4 separate regions of the Mus musculus genome follow, and all the other regions are linked to region 3. Evidence: chromatin contacts called from public promoter capture Hi-C data. All regions are on one chromosome and are shown on one strand. Each heading gives the region's core, a stretch centred on a gene start, on an enhancer-like site or on the middle of the called end of the contact. The rest is flanking DNA. Distances are from core to core; before and after follow the strand shown.

What was found. Promoter capture Hi-C pulls out the DNA fragments that hold promoters and counts their contacts. Capture Hi-C pulls out chosen DNA fragments and counts their contacts.
Region 1: a contact with region 3 is called in a promoter capture Hi-C map of liver, with 5 times the contacts expected there. The contact joins two enhancer-like sites. A contact is called at or near these places in 1 of 39 promoter capture datasets (hippocampal neurons) and 1 of 9 other capture datasets (liver).
Region 2: a contact with region 3 is called in a promoter capture Hi-C map of liver, with 7 times the contacts expected there. The contact joins two enhancer-like sites. A contact is called at or near these places in 2 of 39 promoter capture datasets (hippocampal neurons and liver), 2 of 115 datasets of contacts at active chromatin or transcription factors (astrocytes and large pre-B cells) and 1 of 9 other capture datasets (liver).
Region 4: a promoter capture Hi-C map of the 3T3-L1 cell line shows a contact between it and region 3, with 7 times the contacts expected there. The contact joins two enhancer-like sites. A contact is called at or near these places in 2 of 39 promoter capture datasets (the 3T3-L1 cell line and pre-B cells) and 1 of 115 datasets of contacts at active chromatin or transcription factors (large pre-B cells).

Annotation. Positions count from the first base shown.
Region 1 is chr4:8,824,948-8,827,647 of GRCm38.p6, forward strand. Chd7 (chromodomain helicase DNA binding protein 7) reads left to right here. Exons shown (of 38, transcript NM_001277149.1): 9 at 515-598; 10 at 1,262-1,399; 11 at 1,496-1,617; 12 at 1,937-2,180. Among named protein-coding and RNA genes, the nearest start is that of Gm46842, 85 kb to the right of the region's middle. Within about 2 kb of position 1,329, at least 17 of the 459 cell types and tissues checked have an H3K27ac peak or open chromatin away from gene starts, as enhancers often do. A contact at or near this core is called in liver, where this site is marked.
Region 2 is chr4:9,027,435-9,030,134 of GRCm38.p6, forward strand. No RefSeq gene overlaps it. Among named protein-coding and RNA genes, the nearest start is that of Gm34428, 20 kb to the left of the region's middle. Within about 2 kb of position 1,312, at least 158 of the 459 cell types and tissues checked have an H3K27ac peak or open chromatin away from gene starts, as enhancers often do. A contact at or near this core is called in hippocampal neurons and liver, where this site is marked.
Region 3 is chr4:6,374,686-6,377,385 of GRCm38.p6, forward strand. Sdcbp (syndecan binding protein) reads left to right here. Exons shown (of 9, transcript NM_001098227.1): 2 at 2,392-2,457. The coding sequence starts at 2,407. Among named protein-coding and RNA genes, the nearest start is that of Sdcbp, 10 kb to the left of the region's middle. Within about 2 kb of position 1,441, at least 54 of the 459 cell types and tissues checked have an H3K27ac peak or open chromatin away from gene starts, as enhancers often do. A contact at or near this core is called in hippocampal neurons and liver, where this site is marked.
Region 4 is chr4:3,774,957-3,777,656 of GRCm38.p6, forward strand. All of the region lies in intron 10 of Lyn (LYN proto-oncogene, Src family tyrosine kinase), which reads left to right. Among named protein-coding and RNA genes, the nearest start is that of Gm22781, 20 kb to the right of the region's middle. Within about 2 kb of position 1,400, at least 92 of the 459 cell types and tissues checked have an H3K27ac peak or open chromatin away from gene starts, as enhancers often do.

The DNA.
Region 1 (2,700 bases), core at 79-2,578, 2.5 Mb after region 3:
GGTTGGCAAAGATTTCCAACCATCCCGACCATGCTCACAGACCAGTGTGAGACCTGCTGATTTCAGGGTTGGTGGCTTATGCTAACATTCTGTACGTGGTGCTGTGCAGCGTTCTTAGATGCGCTCACTAGCTAGTATGTACTGTGTGTGGCTCTGACTCTTCACTGCAGACTGTACTTTCAAGAATGCTAAATGTATTGCATGCCATAGGCCTTTTGGATTGCCCATTAGTGAATTGTAATTTCACACTTCATTTGAAATATTCTTAAACATTCTCTCACAGTAGAAGGCTTCACACAGTAATTAAAATACTCAGTTAACAAAGTCTGAGAAGTTTGATTTCCTCACAGGGAGTGATTTTGCTAAATTGTAGCATTTCAATTAATATAATAGAAGATGTCAAATACAAATTTTGTGTTGCTGTGACCCAAAATCCTGCCTAGTGAAAAGTGAACTACTGTTTCTCTGGAGACAGGAACGAGACTTTAAGCCTTTTCTTCCTTCTTGGGAACAGATTGAGGATGACCTTTTTAATCCAGACTATGTGGAAGTTGACCGGATAATGGACTTTGCACGTAGCACAGATGACCGGGGCGAGGTAACAGAGATCATTTGTGTTACCCTGGGTGGCTCACATGTGTTGACAGAAGGGACAAAATCAAGGTCTGAGCCTGGTCAAAGCCTCCACTACCAAGCTTCTAGTCTGTGTTTAACTGAAACGTTAAACACAGAAATCCTCCTTCCCTCAAGGAGAATTCCCACTGACTCAGAGCACCCAAAGTGTTTCCCCTTCAGTCTTCCAGACTCATATTCACCATTGTAAGTGACTGAGAGCAAACAGGATAGTTTTTCCCTTGAAGAAAAAACTTGTCTGTTTTTCACTCTGCAGGCAACTATTCAGTTATATAAACAAATAGCTTACTATAATAAATCCAAATCATGTAATTGAGTAATTAGATTACATAAAAATTAACCTTTGATTTGGCTTTTTGGTATTCATTAGCTACTCCTTAATATTTGGTCATGAACCAATGATTCAGATAAAAAGCTCATTTTTTTTTTCTGTTAATACCCAATAATCCACTTTCTAGTATACACTGGAAATGACCACTTTCAGTGCTTATAGTTATAAAATGTGGGCAGTTGAGTCTTCCCAGTGCTGGGGGTTGTCTTGGTCAGGGAAGCAGAGCTCATGTCTTTTCCTGAATATATAGTATTTGGTCAAATGACTTTAGTTCTGATTTGTTTGAACCTGGCCCAGCCTGTGATTCACTACCTGGTGAAGTGGTGCTCACTCCCTTATGAAGACAGCACATGGGAGCTGAAGCAGGACATAGATCAAACAAAGATCGAAGAGTTTGAAAAACTCATGTCCAGGGAGCCGGAAACCGAGCGTGTGGTGAGGACTGGCTCTCGGGGAAGGGTTTGATTTGGGCATAGCATAGTGGTGTAGTCACTGAGAAACCACTAATGGCATCTACTATATTTGGAACAGGAGCGACCTCCTGCTGATGACTGGAAGAAATCGGAGAGTTCCAGGGAGTATAAAAACAATAACAAACTCAGGGAATACCAGTTGGAGGGAGTAAACTGGCTACTTTTCAATTGGTACAACATGTATGTAAACATGCTTCTTTTTACTTTCAATAAATGCTGTAGCTCATATCCTTTGTGGTATTAAGAATATAAATTTTAATGCTGTAATACGTTTTTAAAATTCAACTGTTGGAATATACTTAATTTATTCACCAAATTAATCAATGGATCTATGTAGAAATGATATCTGTTTGCTGGGAACTTTTCTTTGAGATATATTTTGTTGAACTAAGAAAATAGCTAAGGTGGTATGGGGTATGCATTTATGGAGTGTATACTCTGTAAAAAGAGAGTGACAGCTGATAATCACGAAGCTTTCCTGTCCTTTTCTTTCCTAAAGGCGAAACTGCATTTTAGCAGATGAGATGGGTTTGGGAAAAACGATCCAGTCCATTACGTTTCTCTATGAGATATACTTGAAAGGAATCCATGGCCCCTTTTTAGTAATTGCCCCATTGTCCACGATCCCCAACTGGGAAAGGGAATTCCGAACCTGGACGGAGTTGAACGTGGTTGTGTACCATGGGAGCCAAGCCAGCCGTCGGACCATTCAGTTGTATGAAATGTACTTCAAAGATCCCCAGGTAAAGCGGTGGGGTGTGACCCCTGTGCATGTTGTATATGTTTTAGAGGGTTGAAGACTCAGATCTCTATGACCTGGGGATAGAAGCCTCGATTTCCCTTACTTGAGAAACTTGCTTGAGATTTCTTATCCAATGCATGTTTGAAAATTGTCCTACATCCATGAATACTGGTTTTAGCATTTGTCATTCTGATTATTATAAAGAGTAACTTAACATTTAAGACCACAAACTCTATAACATATTAGTAACCTAGTTCTATTTTGTATGCCTAAGACAATGCCACACACACACACACACACACACACACACACAAAAATGATGCTAAAATGTGACCAGGGGGGACATTTTATTGTCCTATGATCAGAAGTGAAAAAGTCATTAAGTAAAAATCCAAGTATGCCACAGAAGAGGGAGTTAGTGCTTGCTCGTGTAAGAATTGTTCTAATCTTGTCTTGTAGTTACCTGCTTGTAGTTATTACCTCTTACTGGCAATAAAGCATTATGCATGCATGATAGGGGA
Region 2 (2,700 bases), core at 62-2,561, 2.7 Mb after region 3:
CAGGCACTGTTTAGTTTAGGTTTGGCCCCCCTGGATGATTTTAGTAAAGTCACCAGCATTGATCTTTGAGCCCTTTTAAGGTGTTATTTTGTCGCTGGGGCTCTCTCTGGCTTCCATGGCTTCTTCTTGCCTTCCTCTCAGTGTGTAATTACTCTCGCCTCAATTTGTTTACACAGCTTGGAGATGGGGACAGAGTTCTCTGGTGACCGTGCAACTGCAGCAATCACCGTAAAGAGAAGCATTTAGACGCTATAAAACCTAAACGCCCGGCATGCACCATTACATAGCAGTTACTGAAATTTAGCAAATTAAATTAAATAATTTAAATAACTTGATTTCAGGGATTTAAAAATTCATCTCTGTGGAATCCAGTAGTCAGTTTATTATTATTATTGTTGTTCATCAAGTACAATTTATGTTTTTTAATGAATCAAAATCCCTCTTCGGCCGCCCAGTCCACAGTAGCTCTCGGCACCCTCGATTGAGTCGGTATCTTCGTGCGCCATCTTCCGGCAGCGTCTAGTACCACGGCCGCGAGGTATCAGCCCAACCCTGGGCTGCGGAGTTGGGGGAGTCGCCGCGACTGCCAGGGTGGCCAAGTCTCAGTCTCTGCAAAGATTCACGGTTAGGACAATGCTCGAAGCTATTGAGTAAACTGCTCCCGTGGGCTTTGTTATTGTGGGTCACCCTGAAGCACGGGGACAGCCCGGAGAGACTCTGACTGTGGAGGCTGGAGGCTTGTTTTCTGTCAGTGGACGCCTGCTCTCATTCCCCATCAACGACTAGATGTGACTGACCTGCCATTTGTCCCACATCACCGGGAAGCCAGCCGTCCCTCCACAACCCACGGCTTTTCTCTGCTCCACCAGGGCTCCGTTCCAAGGGGCCGTTGCACGTTTAGACGCACAGCCCAGATAAAAACCTGTTTTAAATATTTTATTTCCCTTTCTGAAACAGTCAAAGCCATGTGTTGTTGGGATAATGGAGAGCTGCGCCTTGTTTTTAAGACTATTTTTACACTTATGTTCAATCTAACGATAGTTTAACAAGTAAACAACCATCAGATGATACTGATCGGGGTTGAAGGAGGGAAATCCTTTCCTAAGCAGCCCTTGGCGCCTTGGTTTGACTTATCTCGTTTCGGTTAAGTGCCACCTACGTCTTTCCCCACGTACCCTGGTTTGTAATCCAGTGCACCCACCCACGTACAATGGCTAATAATCCAGGCACCCAGGAAAGGAATCCTCTACCCTCTCGTTGGACCTCTTTCCTGGCTTCTAGGCAGAAGGCAGTGTGGGGAGCTGAGCGCCTGATTGCTTTCCCATTTAACAACTGGCTTGTCCCCTCCCCCACTACAACGCTTCAGCGGAGCAACAGATGGTGTTGGGGGCTTTTTTTTTTTCCCTGAGTTTAAGATGGTTCATTTTGTGCTTTCTCGGGAGAACGATGAAGATTAACTCCACTCCATCGTGAGCTCTTGCAAAAGAGCAAAAGAGAAGATGTGATATCTTCTAAAAAACTCCCACTTCATCTTGCCCCTGTGTGGCCAGTGCGTTCTTTGTCATCTTCAAGTGGAAGTCTCTTCTCTCTTCTTAAAATTAAATCCCTTTCCTCGTCATATCCCCCTGCTTTCTTCTTTCCTAGGCACACACTTTCCATGTCTGCACAGAAAAGAAATGTCAGGAAAAGTTGTCAGACAATTTATAATTCTGTACATGTTAAGTTACGGATCTCTGGAGATTTTGAAGGCTGTTTTATTCTTTCGAGCAAAAGACAAAACTCAGTATCGGCAACAGCAACAGGGCTGGAGAGGCTGCTTAGCAGGCAAAGGCACTTATGCCCAAGCCCAAGACCCTGCGCTTGATTCCAGAGTACCACATGGTGGAAAGAAAAAACAGACTCCCCAAAGCTGTTCTCTGACCTTCCACACCTGCACGGCAATACTCAAGCACTTCCCACACCCCCACACCACACCCCCACATCACCCCTACCCCCACACCACACCACACCCCCACATCACCCCCACCCCCACACCACACCCCCACATCACCCCCACCCCCACACCACACCACACCCCCACACCACACCCCCACACAAGAGAGGGCTTGACTCAGACTTACACATTAAATAAATAACATTTAATAGAGAACAGAAATCACACAAAGGGAAATATTTAAGAAAATCAGATTAAGGCTGAGTGTGGCGGCTTATGCCTATAAACCCAGATATTGGGAAGCTGAGGCAGGAGGTTGGCTATGAGTTTAAAGTCCACCTGAGCTATGGAATGAGACCCCTTCCTCTCTCAAGAAAGAAACAAACAAATAATACAATACAAACTGGCATGATAACACATGTCTGCAAGCAATCCTAGAATGTGGGAAGTTGGTTTTATAGTGAGTTCAGTATTCACCTGACCTACACCCTTAGGAAGAAAGCAATAATCAGACCGAGGGCTGATGGCATTCCTCTGTTGTATTACATTGAAGTAGCAACCGCAGACATAAAATGAAGAGATGGTACTAGGTAGTCTTGTTCCCAATAATACAATTATTTACTTACTTAAGAATTTTTGAGAGAGGCTCATAATATAGCCCCAAGCTGGTCTTTAACTCACCACCCTTTGGCCTTAGTCCTCAGTGCTAGTGTTAAAGGAATGTGTCATCGAGATCAGCCTCCATCCTTAAAGGTCTGAGCACCTTC
Region 3 (2,700 bases), core at 191-2,690:
TTCTGTATGTCAATTGTTGCCCACCCAAGACATAGAACTCTAATGATTTTTAATAAAATGTAATGGACAGTATTAGTACCTATAGCATGATTAAATACATGGTGATTGGTTAGTAAACAGGAATCCATTTATTTTACTTTTGTTGTTTGAGACAGGTTCTTTCTGTGTAGTCCTGAAACTTGCTGTGTAGATCTGGCTGGCTTGGAACCCATGATCTGCTTTCTTCTGCTTCTCCACATCCAGCTTTTTATTTTTGAGATTATAAAGTAATTACAACATTTCTCCCTTTCCTTTCTTCCCTCTAAGCCCTCCAATGTACCCTCCCTGCCGTCTTTCAAATTCAGGACATCCTTTTTCATCTTATCATGTGCATGTATGTGTGTGTCTTTATATTTATATTCCTAAATGTAACCCGCACAGTCTGTAATATACTTTGCAGGGCTGACCATTTGAAGTTGAATAACCAGTTAGTATGTTCTTCCCTGGGGAAGAGCCCCCACTCCCCAGCATTTTTAGTCGTCTGTATTTCTTTGTGTAGGGTTGAGGCCTTGTGGTCTTTGCCTGTCTGCATTGGCATGTATGTTATTGTCCATATTCAGCTCATGGATAGGCAGCTGTGTTGGTGAGACTTTTATGGACGTATTTTCAACATTACTAGGATACATAGTCTTACAGCAGCTCCCTGATTTCTGATGCCTACAAGCTTTTCCACCCCTCTTCTGAAGTGTTTCTGAGCCTTGGGTACAGGAGTGTTTTGTAGACAGATCCACTGGGACTGGGCCTCACAACTGCATTTTGATTGGTTTTGTGGTTTTCTGTATTGGTTTCTATCTGTTGCAAAGAGAAGTTTTTTGGGTTTTTTTGTTTTTTTTTTTGTTTGTTTTGTTTTTGTTTTTTGTTTTTCGAAGTTTTCTTGCTGAGGGGTGAAACTACACTTTGTGATACAGATACTTAGAATGTAGTTAAGAATTATGCTAGTTTAGTAAAGTGTGGTTGTGTTCTTCCAGTATCCGCAACCTCACTAGCACTGAGTAGTTAGCTAACTTAGGAAATGTATGGTGTCTTCACCATTCATCTCTGGGGCAGTAGCCATAGGGTGTATGTTTTGGGGGTCTCTTAAGACAGCCCTGGCCAATAACTCATGTCTTTCGTTGGGGTGCTGTTGTAGTAAGTAACCATCACTGGGACTGAGAACGTGCACAGAGGGACAGACTGCCTGCTGATGGCTTCGTTCTGGGTCTTGTGAGACGCTTCTTAGGAGACATGGTGGAACGAACTTACAGTGACTTTTCACTTTAGCATGTCACAGTTTAGAATTTACTACCAATCCATAGGAAAGGGTTTCTGGGTGAACTGTTCCTTCGGAGTAGCCTGATGGCTTTCTCCTGCTTTTCTGCTCATTATAGCATGGCTAAGCTTGTTGAATCATCTCCCCGTGGTGGGAACTGCTAGAGAAGCAGGTTCTGTAGGAGCCTGGTTGGAGAGTGTGCTGGCTCCAGCATGGCTGAGAGGCTGGCTGCCCTGGCCAAGAGCTCAGCAGCCTCCTCCTCTAAGCAGTGCAGGCAGGCTTTAAAAGGTTCAGCTCTGGGTTTGGAGAGCAGGAAATAAAGAATAGATTTGGAAGTGGGAGGTGATGGAGCAGGCTCAGTGATTTGCCAAACCTATTAGTAATTAGTAATTGTTTTATTTGGCTAAGTGGAAGTCTCAGGCATTTACCTCAGAATAGCTAAACAAAACTTAAAACATGTGTCTGTGTAATATTTCAGATAATTTTATTTTAAATTGCTACGAAAAGCAATTTATGGTAGCTTAACAAACATTGAACTATATATAGAAATGCTAACAATGAAAGGCAATAGTTTCCTTTTTTACATCCCTTCCCTCTAGCTAAAACCATTGCTAAAAATATAGATGGCATATGTTAAGTTTTTCCATATACTATGAGTATCTTCCTAGTGCAGTTTGCCTGCATACTATTTTCTGTTGGCACTGTTGGTAGAAGGTAATATGTCTGTCCACGCCCAAGAGTGTTTTGTGAAAGGCTCTTTCCTGACCCTGGTTTAGCTGAGGAGTACTGTGTCAGCTGAGGGTAAGCCACGTGCTTTTCTTCTTTGATTTTCACAACTTGTGAAATGAAGGGAGCTTTTCTTGATGTTTAAAATCCAAGATGAATGTAGTTGGGTAGCTGTGGGAACAGAGAGACAGTTTGGTAACAGCTGTTAAATGTCTACTAACTATGATATGCCTTAAATAGTCCCATTATTTTTGTTGTAGTTGTTTTATTTTTATTTTGTTTTTTAAGCTTTTTTATTGTATTAAACATTTGTTAAATGTTTATATCCATATTGTTGGCTGTACATACTGTGTGATACTTTTTTTTTCATTTTTTAGAAAATATCTGCAGAAATGTCTCTTTATCCATCTCTTGAAGATTTGAAGGTAGACAAAGTAATTCAGGTATGTTTGCTTTTCGTTTAAAAAATGTTTCATAATGTTTTCTTTGAAATCAAACAGGAGATATTCATTAGTTGGTATATTCCTAAGTCTGTTTAAGTCTCTTGTAGACTAAAACATTGATTAGAAATTCGTTTTTATTTCTCTGTATCTATTAGCCCTGGGGTAAAATTTCTTTCTTAGATAAACAGAAGTTAAGTTGTATATGTGTGTGTATGTTTGTATACATGCATCTTGAAAGTAAAC
Region 4 (2,700 bases), core at 150-2,649, 2.6 Mb before region 3:
AAAGCTGTGTCCCTGAGGAATCCTTGTCTGTTGTTGGCTGCTTATATTCTGATCCGTCACAGATGTGGCTTTCTTTGTGTGTGTGTGTGTTCCTCTCTCCTCCCTCATCCTCAGCAGTGAGGACAGGCTGACAGACTTCCGGTTTTGTCTTGGCTGGATTTTGAATGACCTCATCACCTTCTTTCTCCTTCCCTTCTTTATTTGGTGAACGCTTTGCTTTGAAAGTCAGAAGCCAGTGTGCATAAGGAGGATCCCACTAGATATGGCTTCGAATCCTTGTCTTCCTTGGAGCAGACCCTCTCTGGATCCTGGATCCTCTTCTCTGTTATGAGTGGCACCTGTTGCACAGGCTAGTTTTGGCTGTTTTAAAAGTCTAGCAGGGTCAGGGTGAGGAGAAGCTAAGATGGCAGCTGTTATCATTAACATCAAAGCATAGATCATCATGTCTAGCTGTGTTTTCTTGGGGAAATATTCATATTATAACTAAGTAAAATTGAGTTTCAAGAGACTCAGCAGCAAGGAGTGGGCTTTTTGATCCATGCTTCCTCCATGCACATTATAGATTGCAATGTAGAGACCCAGTATGGAGAATCAGTGGCCATTACTGCTATTGTTTCTGTGGCAATTGAGAGCCATGAGACAAATGCTGCCCTGTTGGAGACACAGAGAAACGTGGATCCTGGTTTTGCTTGGTTTGCAAACTCTGTTTTCTGCTCTTATCATGACACCTTCTCCCCGTTAGGAAGGACTTCTGAGATTGTGATGTGCAGCACTTATTGCTCATATTTCCCTTCCACTTTACTAGAGTCATCCTTACTCCACGGGCTCTTGGGACATTGGGGTAGAACTAACCCTCTGAACCCTTTGCTCAGCCATAGGAGGTGAGCAGCACTCTAGAGTGTGGGGTGAGCTTGCCCCACAAGCAGGTAAGGCAGCAGGGTGGCAGGTCCCTTCTTCCTGCCCTTTGGTGGCTCCTTCTTTAGTGTCTCTCTTGCTTGTCTGAACGACTGTTATTCCCACAGCCCATTCCAAGGCAGGCTGCTGCGTTTCAGTTCCGGCTTCTCATTCAGGCTGAAACTTACTGGGATAGAGTTTAGCTTTGCTTGAGAGATCACATACAGCTTTCCTGAGTTCCTTTCTCCCTGAGTCAGCTGACTCTGGTGTGGGTGTTTCTTATTAAAAACAGAAACAAAACCTTTCTCCTGCTATCTGCTAATGTGCCCAAAAGCTGTAGTAATTAGTGGACATAAACACTGGAGCAATAGTTGTGGAGCCCAAGTCACTGTGAGACACTTCATTAGCTGTCCAAAGCATCAGGAAGTTGGGTGGTGACATCTGAGTCAGTGTCCATGAACAGATGAGCACCACAGTGAGGAGCTGCCTGGATTCCAAGCATTGTTGTGGGAACTAGCTGAAAGCTACACTCTGTGGGGTGCTGGAATGGACCAGTTCTACACAGGGAGGCAGACGACTGACTTGGGAGCAGTTTTCACTAGTAAGTCAGCCACCCGCAAGGAGAATTATTTGAGTTCTGCCTGGGTTGCAGACATAATTGATATTTCCAGCTAGAGTTAAATCCCCAATAAGGAAGGCTTGTTGTGTGTCACTGTGGGCCTTCGATGTTCTCTACACAGATGTAACTGCTGTGAGCCACCAGCACGGCACTAAATATGTGCAATGGTGACTCAAAGTTCAAGTTCATTAGTGGAGAGGGACCAGAATTGCCTTCCTCAGAGCTATTCTGGCACAGTGAGGCCTGATAAGGCAGATCACACTGTGCACCCCTTGTTTGTGGAACAAGAAGACAGACTTTCTATGTAAGCATTGTTAGTGGGTGGGAAATTCATGTGAGCATGCCCAAGCAAGATTCTTCTAATATCTTTAGTCTGATTTAACACCCCTGATGTTGTATCCTGGGAGAAAATTATGTGCAAAGTAATAAGACCCTGCAGTTTATATTCTATCGCCACCCAGCCCACCACAAGTGTTCATGTACATCTAAGGCTGTTGTGCTGTGAGAATCACTTTGCGTGAAAAACCACCCATGGTTACCAAATTCCAATGCTGTGCCAGCCATTGACTGCATACACAACCGTCGTCTCAGATTATAGTACCTAGTGATGATGTCACCACCTTAGGCTATGTAAGTACAGCACACAGTGCTTGAACAATAGCAAGATCACTTAATGATTGATATCTAAGGATGGGTCCCTACTAAGGCATGACAACAGGCTAGCAGTCCACAGTAGCCTCTGGGATGCTGACTACAGTCTAAGGTCCAGCCCTGATCCAGCACACCCTATACACACACACACACACACACACACACAGCCTACACGAGTAAGAAGCAATATTCGGTTTCTGCATGCTGCAGCTCCTGACATGACTTCTGTTAGAAGCTGATACTTCTCATCTCTGACTTGTGTGCTTGGCCAAACCTGTGGCTCTGGGCTTGTGGGAGGGCAGGCTCTTCCGCTGACTGGTTATTGAAAATAATCAGCCAGTTGGCTGTTACTTGAGGAAAGTCTGGCTGACTGGTGAGTGAGTAAGAGCATCCCGGAAGCCTCTCTTCTTTCCCAAGGTGCATCAGAGAGGCTACATCTCAGGACTCATTTCCTGACACTGCAGGGCTGTTTGTCAACTAACAAGACAAGGCAGCCCTTCACCCCAGGTAGCATCATAATCTTCTGTGGCTAGGTT